Regions from separate parts of the Rattus norvegicus genome. Here region 2 is linked to region 1. The links are chromatin contacts, called in public Hi-C maps. All regions are on one chromosome and are shown on one strand. The core of a region is the stretch at or near the end of the contact, and the rest is flanking DNA. Distances in the headings are between cores, read along the strand shown. Region 1 holds the start of Fut7 (fucosyltransferase 7). Region 2 holds the start of Phpt1 (phosphohistidine phosphatase 1).

Region 1 (5,499 bases), core at 594-3,093:
ATATCCTGTATCCACACGGGGGGTGGGAGGGACAACACCCATAAATTAATTAATTAATTAATTAATAAAAGTCCCCCAGCTTCACCCCCTCATCTCCTAGAGGTGATGATGTCCTTCAGCCCCTCCCAGCCTGGGGGACTAGGGTGTGGCCCCTGATTCTGGGTCCTCCAGCTTCAACTTCCCAACAGCTGTGCATCTCAGAGGAGTGTGTCTTGGTGCAAAGCAGAGAAGGACATGGGAAACTTGGGCTGTGGTCCATGAGTCCCTAGAGAACCAGCTCTTGACAGATGTGTGGCTCGTCCAACAACAGCACCTGGACAAGTATAAGAACAGGCTCATTCCCCAGAGGCTTGACGGGAGAGCATGGGGAAGGGTTGCCAGCCTCAGCAGCATGAGCCCTCACCTGAGTGTCCCCTTTATACCTGTAATCCTACAAGGCTCTGTCTCTATGCTTCTCCATTGACAAGCCGAGTCTGAGGGTTCCTAGAGCTCTAAGTCCCTACTGTTAAGCAGGTTGGCTCCTTTCTTAGCAGAATCAAGTGACTCTGGAGAATGGCCACCAGGGGGAACTCTAGGCACACATCTGTCTTGGAGGTGGCAGGCCAGCAGATGCTTTCCTCAAAATCCGGTTGCCCCAGGTTCCTGTGTGTTTGTGTGTGTGTGTGTGTGTGTGTGTGTGTGTGTGTGTGTGTGTGTGTGTGTGTGTTGGAGGAGGACCCACATGGTCTCTTAGGCTGGGTAGAATGTGTGACCCTGATCCTGTGAGCCTCCAAACATAATGTAAAGCTGGGTGTTTGGGTGCCCGTGTGAGCCAGGAGGCCTGGTGAGGTAAGGTGGTATGTTGAGGCCCCTGACTTTCCCTTTGACTCATGATCTCTCACCCTTCTTCCTTTACCCTTTTTTATTCTGACCCATTTCTGGGCTAAACTTCTGAGCGTTCTCCTCACCTAGTGTGTTCTCATGATCAGGTGCCCCTACACCCTAAGAGACCCTGTGGACCCTCTTCCAACAGGAGCTGGCGTGAGGGGTGGTCAGTATAACAGTTCCGAGGCAGATGTGGGGGAGGTTTCTTCAAATCCACCCAGGAAGGGAACAGCCTGTGGGCGTGGGTGAGCTGGGGCAAAGGCCCCAGCCAGCCTGGCGGCACAAACAGGAAGGACAGCAGGCTCTGGCAGCCAGAAGCCTGTGGCCCCAAGCTGGCAGGATGGCCCCCTTCCTGCAGGTCCCCCATAGCCTTCTGGGTTCCTGACACAGAGAAGAGGTGGGGCGGGCGAAGTGAGCTCTGAAGCCAGAGTGGTACTCTCCTGGGGTCTCTCCTTGGGAGGAGACAGAGAAAGATGCCAGGGCAGAGACAAAAAGGCAGCTGTCACTATGGTTGTCTTACTAAGCACCGAGTGACTAGAGAGGCAAGGGCACAGCTGCCCACTCCATGGCCACCTCCTGTTGTATCTCAAACCAGCTAGCTAGTTTCTGATGGCACCCACACCCTCCCTTCCCCTTTACATATTGCGCAAGCTCTCCACCACAATCTGGAGGTTATGCCCTGCATGGGGGTGGAGGGGAGTAGGGCACTTCTAAGGTGCCGATCAGCCTGCATTTGCCTCTGCCCTGGCCATGGGACTGCTGTCCGTTTCTTGGTTCCTGTCTCAACAGCAGCCTCGTTACGTGAGACTATGGCTGGGGATGGGGGGGGCAGGAATCCTGGAGGTCCAGGAGTGAACTAGGGTAGGACAGATCGAAGTATAAGGGACAGTCCCCAAAAGGATGCTGGGGCAGGCTTGGCCAAGAGGTTCTTTCCTTTTAGAACGCCTGGTCTGGAACTCTGGGACGTGGACAAGCCAGGCTCCTAGTCCTGGTCAGCAGAGTAGGGGATCTGGTGGGGCTGGAGGAAGCTTGGCTAAAGCTTTGTACAGGTTCCAGCTCTGGGTGACCCTGGCAGGCTACCTACCCTGGTCTGTGTCATTGCACCCCCAGAGTGGGAGGCTTGGTAAAGTGGAGGAGAACCTTAGCTACAAGCTATAGGTTAGCCCATCAGAGCCAGCTGGAGAGAAACCAGACAAGTCCAAACCTGAGACTGGTACTAGCCTTTCTGTTGCTGGAGTGGAAGCCAACCCCTGCCTACCAGCCTGCCTGTCCACGTCAGGGACACACAGACTCCTTCCCTTTCCAGACTGGAAAGCCCCCTCCTGGGATAGCAGGAAGGAGGCAACCTGCAACTCTTCCTGGCCTGGCCTTTGGGCTGAGCCTATGGTTCAAGGTTTGTATGTTCACAGGTCTAGGCAGGGAACAATGTGCATCTCCAGAGCTCCCCACCCCACAGTCCATGGGGCATGTGCTGAGGCCACATCCGACTGTGATGGGGCCCTTTTCTGAGGATTACGATTCTGTGAACAGGCATTTTCTAGAGGTGGCAGATGTCTGAGGGTCTGGGAGAACAGGTCCAGCTCAGTGGGGGATTGGAGGAAATGGGTATCGTTACAGGCAGGGGCCTCTGTGGCCTCCTGGGGGAAGTGCAGTTGCTCTGTTTGGGTGCCCTGGGGTTGCATGGTGGCCAGAGGATGGAGACACTTATTGAAGAGGGTCACTTCTGCTCAGTGCGTTCACACAGGGCCTTTGCTTTTCCTGAGGGTGAGCAGGCATCCTCTTCCTCCTCATCTTCTTCCTCCTTCCTCTCTTCTTCCTCTTTATCCTCTTCTACCTCCCTCCTCCTCCTCCTTCTCCATATGTCTAGCTGGTCATTTCTAGGGACCAGCAGGGTTGGGAAGGGGGCCTTGTCTTGGTCTTCTTCCTGTCTCAATTCCCTCTTTCAGCAGAGAACGGGGCGGGTGGGGTGGGGTTGGATGGTGGTTGATGCCAAAGATTGAAAGGGTAGGGTGGGGCAGAAGTGGGAAGGTCCCTGGCTTCCTCACCTTGGTCGATGAAACAAAAGCATCAGGCTGAGTTGAGCAGTAGCTGTGATTTCAGGGTGCCTCTGTTGGAGAGGCTGCTGTGATTTGAAAACCTCCTTTCCCTGGGTGACTAATTCCAGAAGGCTCTGGATGAATTGTATTGGTGAGTGCCTGGCCTTGAGAAGTCCCAGCTAGGGACGATGGGGATTTTGGGGTGTCCCCGAGCCTAGGGTGACAGGGCCTCTCCTTTTTCATTCTGCTTCAGGGTGCAACCCCGTCTGGAGGCTGCGGGCCTGGGGGTGTCTGGCTGGAGGTACAACACTCATGGTAATCTGGCTCTTCTGGCTGCTGCGATCAGTTCCTGGGGGTGCCCCAGCGCCCCAGCCCACACTCACCATCCTTATCTGGCACTGGCCTTTCACCAACCGGTCGCCAGAGCTGTCTAGCGACACCTGCACTCGCTATGGCATGGCCAGCTGCCACCTGAGTGCTAACCGGAGTCTGCTAGCCAGTGCTGATGCTGTGGTCTTCCACCATCGTGAGCTGCAGACCCGGCACTCTCGCCTGCCCCTGGACCAGAGGCCGCACGGACAGCCTTGGGTCTGGGCCACCATGGAATCACCCAGTAATACCCATGGTCTCCGTCACTTCCGGGGCATCTTCAACTGGGTGCTGAGCTATCGGCGTGATTCAGATATCTTTGTACCCTATGGTCGCTTAGAGCCCTTCTCTGGGCCTACGCCCCCACTACCAGCCAAAAGCAGGATGGCTGCCTGGGTGGTCAGCAATTTCCAGGAGCGGCAGCAGCGGGCAAAGCTGTACCGGCAGCTGGCCCCTCATCTGAAGGTGGATGTGTTCGGTCGCGCCAGTGGACGGCCCCTGTGCCCTAACTGTCTGCTGCCCACTGTGGCCCGGTACCGCTTCTACCTGTCCTTTGAGAACTCACAGCACCGGGACTACATCACCGAGAAGTTCTGGCGCAATGCACTGGCCGCTGGCGCTGTGCCTGTGGTGCTGGGACCTCCTCGGACTACCTACGAGGCTTTCGTGCCACCAGATGCCTTTATACACGTAGATGACTTCAGCTCTGCCCGTGAACTAGCTGTCTTCCTTGTCAGCATGAATGAGAGTCGCTATCGTGGCTTCTTTGCTTGGCGAGACCGGCTCCGTGTGCGGCTCCTGAATGACTGGAGGGAGCGCTTCTGCACCATCTGCGCCCGCTACCCTTACTTGCCCCGCAGCCAGGTCTATGAAGACCTGGAAAGCTGGTTCCAAGCTTGAACTCCTGCTGCTGGGAGAGGCTGTGTGCGTGGAAGACTGATGATGAAATGGAAGGGCTTTTGGGTCACCATGGGACTAACCCTAGGCTTAGGTCAGTGAATAGGAAGTCAGGATATGAGGAGAAGGCTGGGCTGAGAAGCCATATGGATGAGGACTCTGGTGGGCTTTAGAGTAGGGACCCAGGGAAGGAGACAATTAATGAGGAGCGTGTGGGAAAAGCTAGTCAAACGGGGAAAGTGGCTGAGGGTCCTGGACTTACCTTGAGTATGCTCATGGCTCAAGGCTCAGGTGAAAAGGGGAGGCAGTGTCTCTGGAGCTGGGAGCATCCAAAGCTGGGATTTGTGGGGACAAACATGGTGCCCTGAACCTCCACAATCAAGGTGCTTAGCCTCAGGGATACAGGTGTGTGTTCCAGAACTCCACATGCAAACTGTATGCTGAGCCCAGGGGTTGTGGGAGAAGGATGGTGTGGATGATTCTGGGCCTTTGACACCACAGTTCCCTGAGGGAAAGAGGCACCACTAATAATAAAATTATTCACTTGTAATAGAGACACTACAGAAATCTCCTGGGTCAAGTCTGCCAGGGAGCAGAGCTGTGAGCCAGCTTCTTCTGCTCATTCCCTTGGTCAGCCATTGGGTTGCTCGTTTCTGCCTGAGAGTCTTGCTTAAGTGACACCTTATCAAGAACCCACAGCCCATGACAGGTACAGATCTGAGAACTGAGGTCAAACACAGCTGCAGCTGGAGGTGCCACATGTCACAGGTCTCAGGTGGGAGGGGTGTCCCGTGTGAAAGGTATGATTTCTGAGGGCTGGCAGAGGGAGCCGTTAGATCCTTCGCTGAAGAGCCTGCTGCACGAGCCCACATGTGTTGGGCTGGGAGTGTGGGGAGGAGATGAGGGGCGAGCCTATGGGTGTGTGACAGGTTGAACTCCTGGGGTGGGCTGGGGCTTGGGTTTGTCTGGGGAAGGGGTGGCAGTACAGGCAGGAAGCTCCCCTCCTCCTGTGGTTTGTGGGAAAGGCCTGCTCATGGCTTCCTGCCCTGACCTAGCCTCATGGGCTAACTGGAGAGAAGGAAGTGTCCTGAGGCTGGGGGCTGGGTGGAGTTCTGTGTCCTCTTCCATCAGCCCAGGAGGGACCTCTCCTCAAAGAAGGAGCTAGAAAGTGGTGGGACACTTTAGTGCTTGACGGTTTTCATTTGCTTTAAGAGAAAACTGCACGTCCCAGGCTAAACACCACACAGCCTCCACCCTCCTATTCACAGGTGGAAAACCCGAGCTGATGTGCAGCCTTCCAACTCAGTCCTCAGGCCATCTGAGGCGCTAGTGG
Region 2 (5,758 bases), core at 2,018-4,517, 150 kb after region 1:
TATACTTGCATCTCCTTGCCGGGTCCCATCTGATGATGACAGCCTAAGCATCCAGCTGTAAAAGTAACCCTAGAAGGGGGCCTCTGCTTGGCTCATTCTGGTCAAAGGTCGGTTCTTGGCCATCCTGTGTGTCTACCCTGCCCTACCCTGCCCTTCCCCCTGAAAGTTTCTACTGGAATGTGGAAAGGCTGGGGACCCCACTTGCAAGGCTCTAAGATTTTTTTCATGAGGCCCACAGCCTACCCTGGTGTGGGCCAAGGATGTCAGGCCAGTCTGCTCAGTGGCTGCACATGGCCCTCTAGCAAATGCTCACAGCTTCCTCTGCTCTGTGCTCAGGGGACTAGATCAAGACAAATCCAGTATCACCAGCCTGCCTCTGTTGGACCTGAACAAGTCCCATGTCTAGGTATGGTGTCTTTGCTTTCACACCACCTGTAACTCAAGCTGGGCCACTCTGTAACTGATCTGGTGTGTGTATGTGTGTTGATACAGGGTCTCACATAGACCAGGCTGGCCTGATCTTGCTATATACTCCTTCTGCTTCCTCCTCCCAAGTGCTGGGATCATAGGTGTACACCGCTACACTTAGTTTGTGTGGTACTCTAGGCTGAACATGGGGATTTCCTGTTCTTGGTCAAGCTCTACCAAGCTGAGCTCCATCTTTAAAAACTGCTCTGCGTGGCCAGGTGTGGGGGTGCACACCTTTTATCCCAGCACTCAGGAGGCAGAAGCAGGTCCATCTCCGTGAGTCTGAGGCCAGTCTGGTCTATAAAGAGAGTTCTAGGACAGCCAGGGCTGTTACACAGAGAAACCCTGTCTCAAAAAACCAAACAAGGGGCCGGAGAGATGGCTCAACAGTTAAAAACACTGACTGCTCTTCTAGAAGCCCTGAGTTTAATTCCCAGTAACCGCATGGTGGGTCACAACCATCTGTAGTGGAATCCGATGTACGTAGACAGCTAAAGTGTGTTCATTTGCAAAAAATAAACAAACCTTTAAAAAATAAACAAAACAAAAACTTCTGAGATCATGTGGTGCATGGTTGGTGATCGGAAAAAGTCTTGATGAGTCCACAAACTCATTTTCCCAGGAAAAACCCAACAGCTATGGCAAGAGTAATGTCAGAGTTCTGAAAATCTTGTTGCATGGAGCTAGACTTTGCCTGTGTCTTACTGTAGTGAGACCTTGGGGCTTGTCTCACCTCACCTGTCTCCTGGCCTATACAGGGCCTCTCAGCAGTGTCTGCTGCCATCTGCAGAGCTGACAGAGGGTAGCATGAGTTTGATAAGGGATGCCCCAGCCCTGGCTTTCCCTAGGACCCACTCTAATGGCACACGGTTTGTGAGACTTCTTAGAGCAGGGGTTAAGCTGGTGCCTACCCACTGTCCTGTACAGTGACATGGGGTTAGTAGAGACTTACAGAGGGTGTGAATGGTCCAGGGACTAAGAGCCATCTGAGTTATAAGTCCCAAGCGAATGAGACCTATGCAGGACTATTTCCTGTGGTCAGTCAGAGATATCAGGCTTAGCCCGAGAAAAAAATGCAACCTGTCAGCTGGCGGACGGTGCTTGCCAGGATCCTTTCTTGCTGGGACTCCTGGATAAACTACAGAAGGGGGCATTTGTGGGCACCCCAGGTCTTGGGTGGCCAGGAACTGACTTCTTGTGCAAGGCCTGTTGGAGCCTCCTCCCAGATGTCCTTGAGGATAACAGCTTCATGGAGGAGCAATCAAGCCATAAATGGCAGCAATGTGGGGGCCCCCTTATCTGAACCTAAGGGGCTGAGTATGCACCACCAGTCCCCAGGGCCCCCTGAAGCTGAGTAGGTATATCCGGTGGCAATCCAAAGGTAGAAACCAAGACACAAGTCAGGGGCTAGTAGGCATATCAATACTTTAATTCCTATGGATCAGATTGCTCTGGCCTCTAAGGCCTGGCAGGTGGTGTGTTGCCCAAGGTACAAAAGGAGAACACAGGGCCAGCCCCTCAAGACAGAATACAGGGAGAGCAGAGTCCTGACTTAGATGCTGGTGGGGAGAGCTTCAGTAGCCATCATCAGCCCAGGTGACCTCATAATCAGGATACTTGGCTTTGATCTTCTCAGTTGAAACAGAGTGCTGGGCACGGCCGTAACCCTAGAGAGAAGATGACCACCAGTCTGCTATGGTTTTGCTTTGGGAGTCCACCCAGAAGCTACAGCAATAGTAGCCATGGGGAAAGTAAGCAAATCCTAACCACACTGGGAACATGATGGTGACTGAAAGGCTCTCTAGGTGATGCCTGAGGATCCAGGCTGGACTTTTATGAAGAAAGATGGAGGTGGTCAGGGCTGTGAATCTGACCCCAGCACTGGCTGCTCCAAGGGCCCCTGAAGAGCCAGGACACAGACTCATCAGGATCTGGGGCAAGGAGGGGGTGCAACCCAAGGCAGCCGGCTTCCAAACACCCTGGAGTCATATGGGAAATGTGGGGAAAGAAAAAGCCACATTGCCCTTAAGTAAGGGTTCTGTAGCTCCAACTTTCATAGTCTCAGAGGTGGCCTGAATGGCGGGGTGGGGGTGTGGAGGAGTGGTCAGGCTCACAAAGGTGAGCTTTGCAATCTGGAGACCCGGGGACTGAAGCTCACCATAGAATAGCCATACACGTGTATCTTCCTGTCCTGGCTCTGATGGGAGATGCGCCCGCCGCCTAGGCACTCGCAGTCATAGCCATTCTTTTGCAGTTCGCCTGACACTTTGTCATAGATGTCCGCTGAGGTGGGGAGAGTGGCCTCAGGATATGCCCTAGTCGCCCTTGTTGGCCCCACACTGAACTTTAGGGCTGGATATGGGGTCAGAAGCTCCAGCTCTTGGTGGTCTTTTTCCCAGTGGAGATGAGCCCTTCCCCCGCTGGCACAAAGACGAACGGGAGTAAGATACTTCGAAGTGAGAGACGGGATTAAAAAGGTTCCGGTCATGGCACTCCTTTCTGCCTAAACCCCGACGTTTCTAGGCCAGCCTGGCTATGTGTTAGTCAAGATATATTAGCATTCACAACCCCGCTCCCAGCCACTGCTAGGTTCAGGCCCCGCCCCCAACCGGGCAGAGGCCCCGCCCTCACCGTGGTATTCAGCCCATTTGTAGCCACGCACGATTTCCTTGCACTCCCTCGCCGGATCCCCGGAAGGCTCTGCTAAGTGGACTCGAATCAGCACGTACTTGAAGATACCATCTGAATCAATGTCCACATCAGGAATCTGACCGAGGTCCGCCGCCATGTTCGCCAAAGCACTGGGTCTCTGGGCCCACAATCCCTTACTCAACCCTGTGCGCGAAGGAGGCGGGTCCTTGGCAGCCGCGACCAATCCCGTGAGGGAATGCTTCTCGAGGCCCAGAGAGCCTCAGCCAGTTGTATCTCCAACCTGAGGGAGGAACTAGCCAATTGCAACCCAGTTCTTTGCAGCTTTGGCATCTTGAGTCCCAATTAAAGGAGTCGAGGTATAGGTTAATCTGTGGTGCTGTAAATCAAGCTGCTGTAGGTGGGCAGCGAAAGAGAATACAGGGACGCACCCTGGCTCCACTCCCGGGCCCTAGGGCTTCAATCTGTAAACCATAAATCCGAAATCCTCTCTTCCCCAATACCCGTAAACCCGAGGATCTCTCTCAGGTGTCTTTAAATTCAAGTACTCTCCTGCCCGAACCTTCACAACATCAGGCCTCCCCTTCCACAATACTCCCGGGTGCTAAGCTCCTACTCCCGAAAGCTCCCAACACACTCTCCCCCCTACCCCCCGCCTACGACGACGACGGCGACCACCACCACCACCACCACCACCACCACCACCACCACCACCACCACCACCACCACCACCACCACCACCACCACCACCACTTATTTGCAGCAGCTACATTCAAGTTCTATTTTACTTGGTTCGAAAGCACTCGCCCTTCTTGTCAGGGGCATTCTTACCAGCCTGCCACAGGAAGGAATGTGGAGCCCCTGGGGAGGGCGACAGGCAGCACGGCAGCAAGTGTTGCAAGAGCGGCATCGGGACATGTGCTAAAACAGGGGCCAAGGAGAGAGAGCTGGAGTGTCCCGGGGACATACAGTAGAGGGTAGCTGGCACGTGTACGCCCTCGCACAGCATAGGTGTGTGTCCCAGGTTCTCGCACTTGTAAGTTCGGAGCTCCTAAGGGGCTTGCGGCTTCTGGAGAGGGCTTGGAGAGACTGGTCTCAAGCCCTCTCTGGGTCACACCCTCCACGAAGTCCTGGGCTCAGATCCAGGTATATTTAGACTATAGGGGTCTGGCAAGGGGTTTAGGGAAGCCTAGACCTCTCCACAGCTCGTCAGGCTTTGGCTTCTCTCTCAGCTTGGAGCACAGCCAGGGCGAGTATGTGGCACTTTTTACACAGGATTGGAATCAGGGTAGGCCTCAGCACCGGCTCCCTAACCATTCTCACACTTGGTGGCTCACTACTCCGCACCTTTCCTAGTTCAGTCCGTAATTAGGGGCAGCCCTGTTCCTTACTCATGCCCAAGTCATTCAATGGTAGGTGCTGCTCTCTGTAGGGTCCCCTGCTAATCCATCAGCACACACTTCCCACCTCCCTGGAAGATTAAGGCCTGAGCTTCCATCTTCTCTGGAAGGTGGATTTTTTAGGCCATCTTGTTGGGTAAGCTGCTGTTGGGGAGCTCAAATCCTTACCCAGCCAGATCTTAACTCTGGCTTGCTCAAAACCCACACTGCTTCCCCTATTCAGGTTTCCATCTGGCTGGGTAGATTGTGCCTCGGCCTTGACCTGAAAATTCCCCAGTATTCCAACTTGTCCTACAAGAGCCCAGGCTACGGTGACCAGAGGTGAGAGCATTGACGGTCAGGCAACACTGATAGGACAGTGCTGGCCATGCCCATCGCCTCAACAGCATATGGGTGCACAGAGAGTAGGCCTCTGAGCCTGACACAACCCAAACAGGAGGGTGAGGGGAAGTGCTTAAAATAAGGACGTTGGGCTTTGGTTAACATGGATGTCTGGACTAGAAGGGTTGGAGAGCTATAGCAAGCACCCACAATGTACACCAAGGGAGTTTGTCCCAAAGGGATGAGTGTAGTAGAAGGCAGAGCCCAGCGGTCCTCAGTCCCACCCCACCTCCCAGTGGGGAGCACCGAGGGCGAGGACCAGGCCCTTGGGGAGCCCCCACTCCTTGACTGGCTTGGGTAGACCCCAGGATGTGGAATGTGGGTGGTACTGTTAGGAACAGAAAGGAAGAGAAGCTGCTGGTTGGAAACGGGACGGGGGTGGGGGCTCCTAGGCAAAGTTAGAGGTGTGGAGTGGGTGGAGCTCAGGGTAGAGAATTTGTAGAAGACTGAGGGAGGCCCAGGGGGGTTGGGAGGCGCTGAGCCAGGTGGTCTGGACTCTGGGGGCGGTCATGATGGATCAGGCAGGGCCTGAGTAGAGTAGGCAGGGCTCGGGGTCGGGGCCTGGGCCTAATGGTCTCATGGTTCACATGATGTCGTCCAGCAGGTTGGCACTGGCTACCCAATCTAGTGCACGCGGCTCGGAAGCAGCCATGATCATGCACATGAAGGGGCGGCCTGTGCGCCGATCCGTGGGATAGATGGTTGTGGGCGTGAAGCGCCGGTTAGCCTCCACAAACTCACAGAGCTGCTCGTAGACCCGTGGGAACTCGTGGCGGAGAAAGACGCCGCGCAGTCGCAGCTCACGTTGGATATGGATGAAGGCTACTTCACGCGCGCGCCGGCCGGCTTCACCCTCTTCG

Evidence for each region. A called contact is a pair of places that touch in the nucleus more often than the background predicts.
Region 2: a contact with region 1 is called in a Hi-C map of mammary epithelial cells, with 2.0 times the contacts expected there. The contact joins the promoter of Phpt1 here to the promoter of Fut7 in region 1. A contact is called at or near these places in 5 of 12 Hi-C or Micro-C datasets (hepatocytes, kidney, liver and 1 more).

Annotation. Positions count from the first base shown.
Region 1 is chr3:28,635,692-28,641,190 of GRCr8, forward strand. Fut7 (fucosyltransferase 7) reads left to right here and starts at 1,844. Exons shown (of 3, transcript NM_199491.2): 1 at 1,844-2,257; 2 at 2,965-3,051; 3 at 3,154-4,716. The coding sequence starts at 2,248. The coding sequence ends at 4,169.
Region 2 is chr3:28,789,194-28,794,951 of GRCr8, forward strand. Phpt1 (phosphohistidine phosphatase 1) reads right to left here and starts at 3,268. Exons shown (of 3, transcript NM_001106558.2): 1 at 3,100-3,268; 2 at 2,627-2,751; 3 at 1,869-2,135. The coding sequence starts at 3,256. The coding sequence ends at 2,043. Ajm1 (apical junction component 1 homolog) reads right to left here. Exons shown (of 3, transcript NM_001399247.1): 3 at 3,885-5,758. The coding sequence ends at 5,482.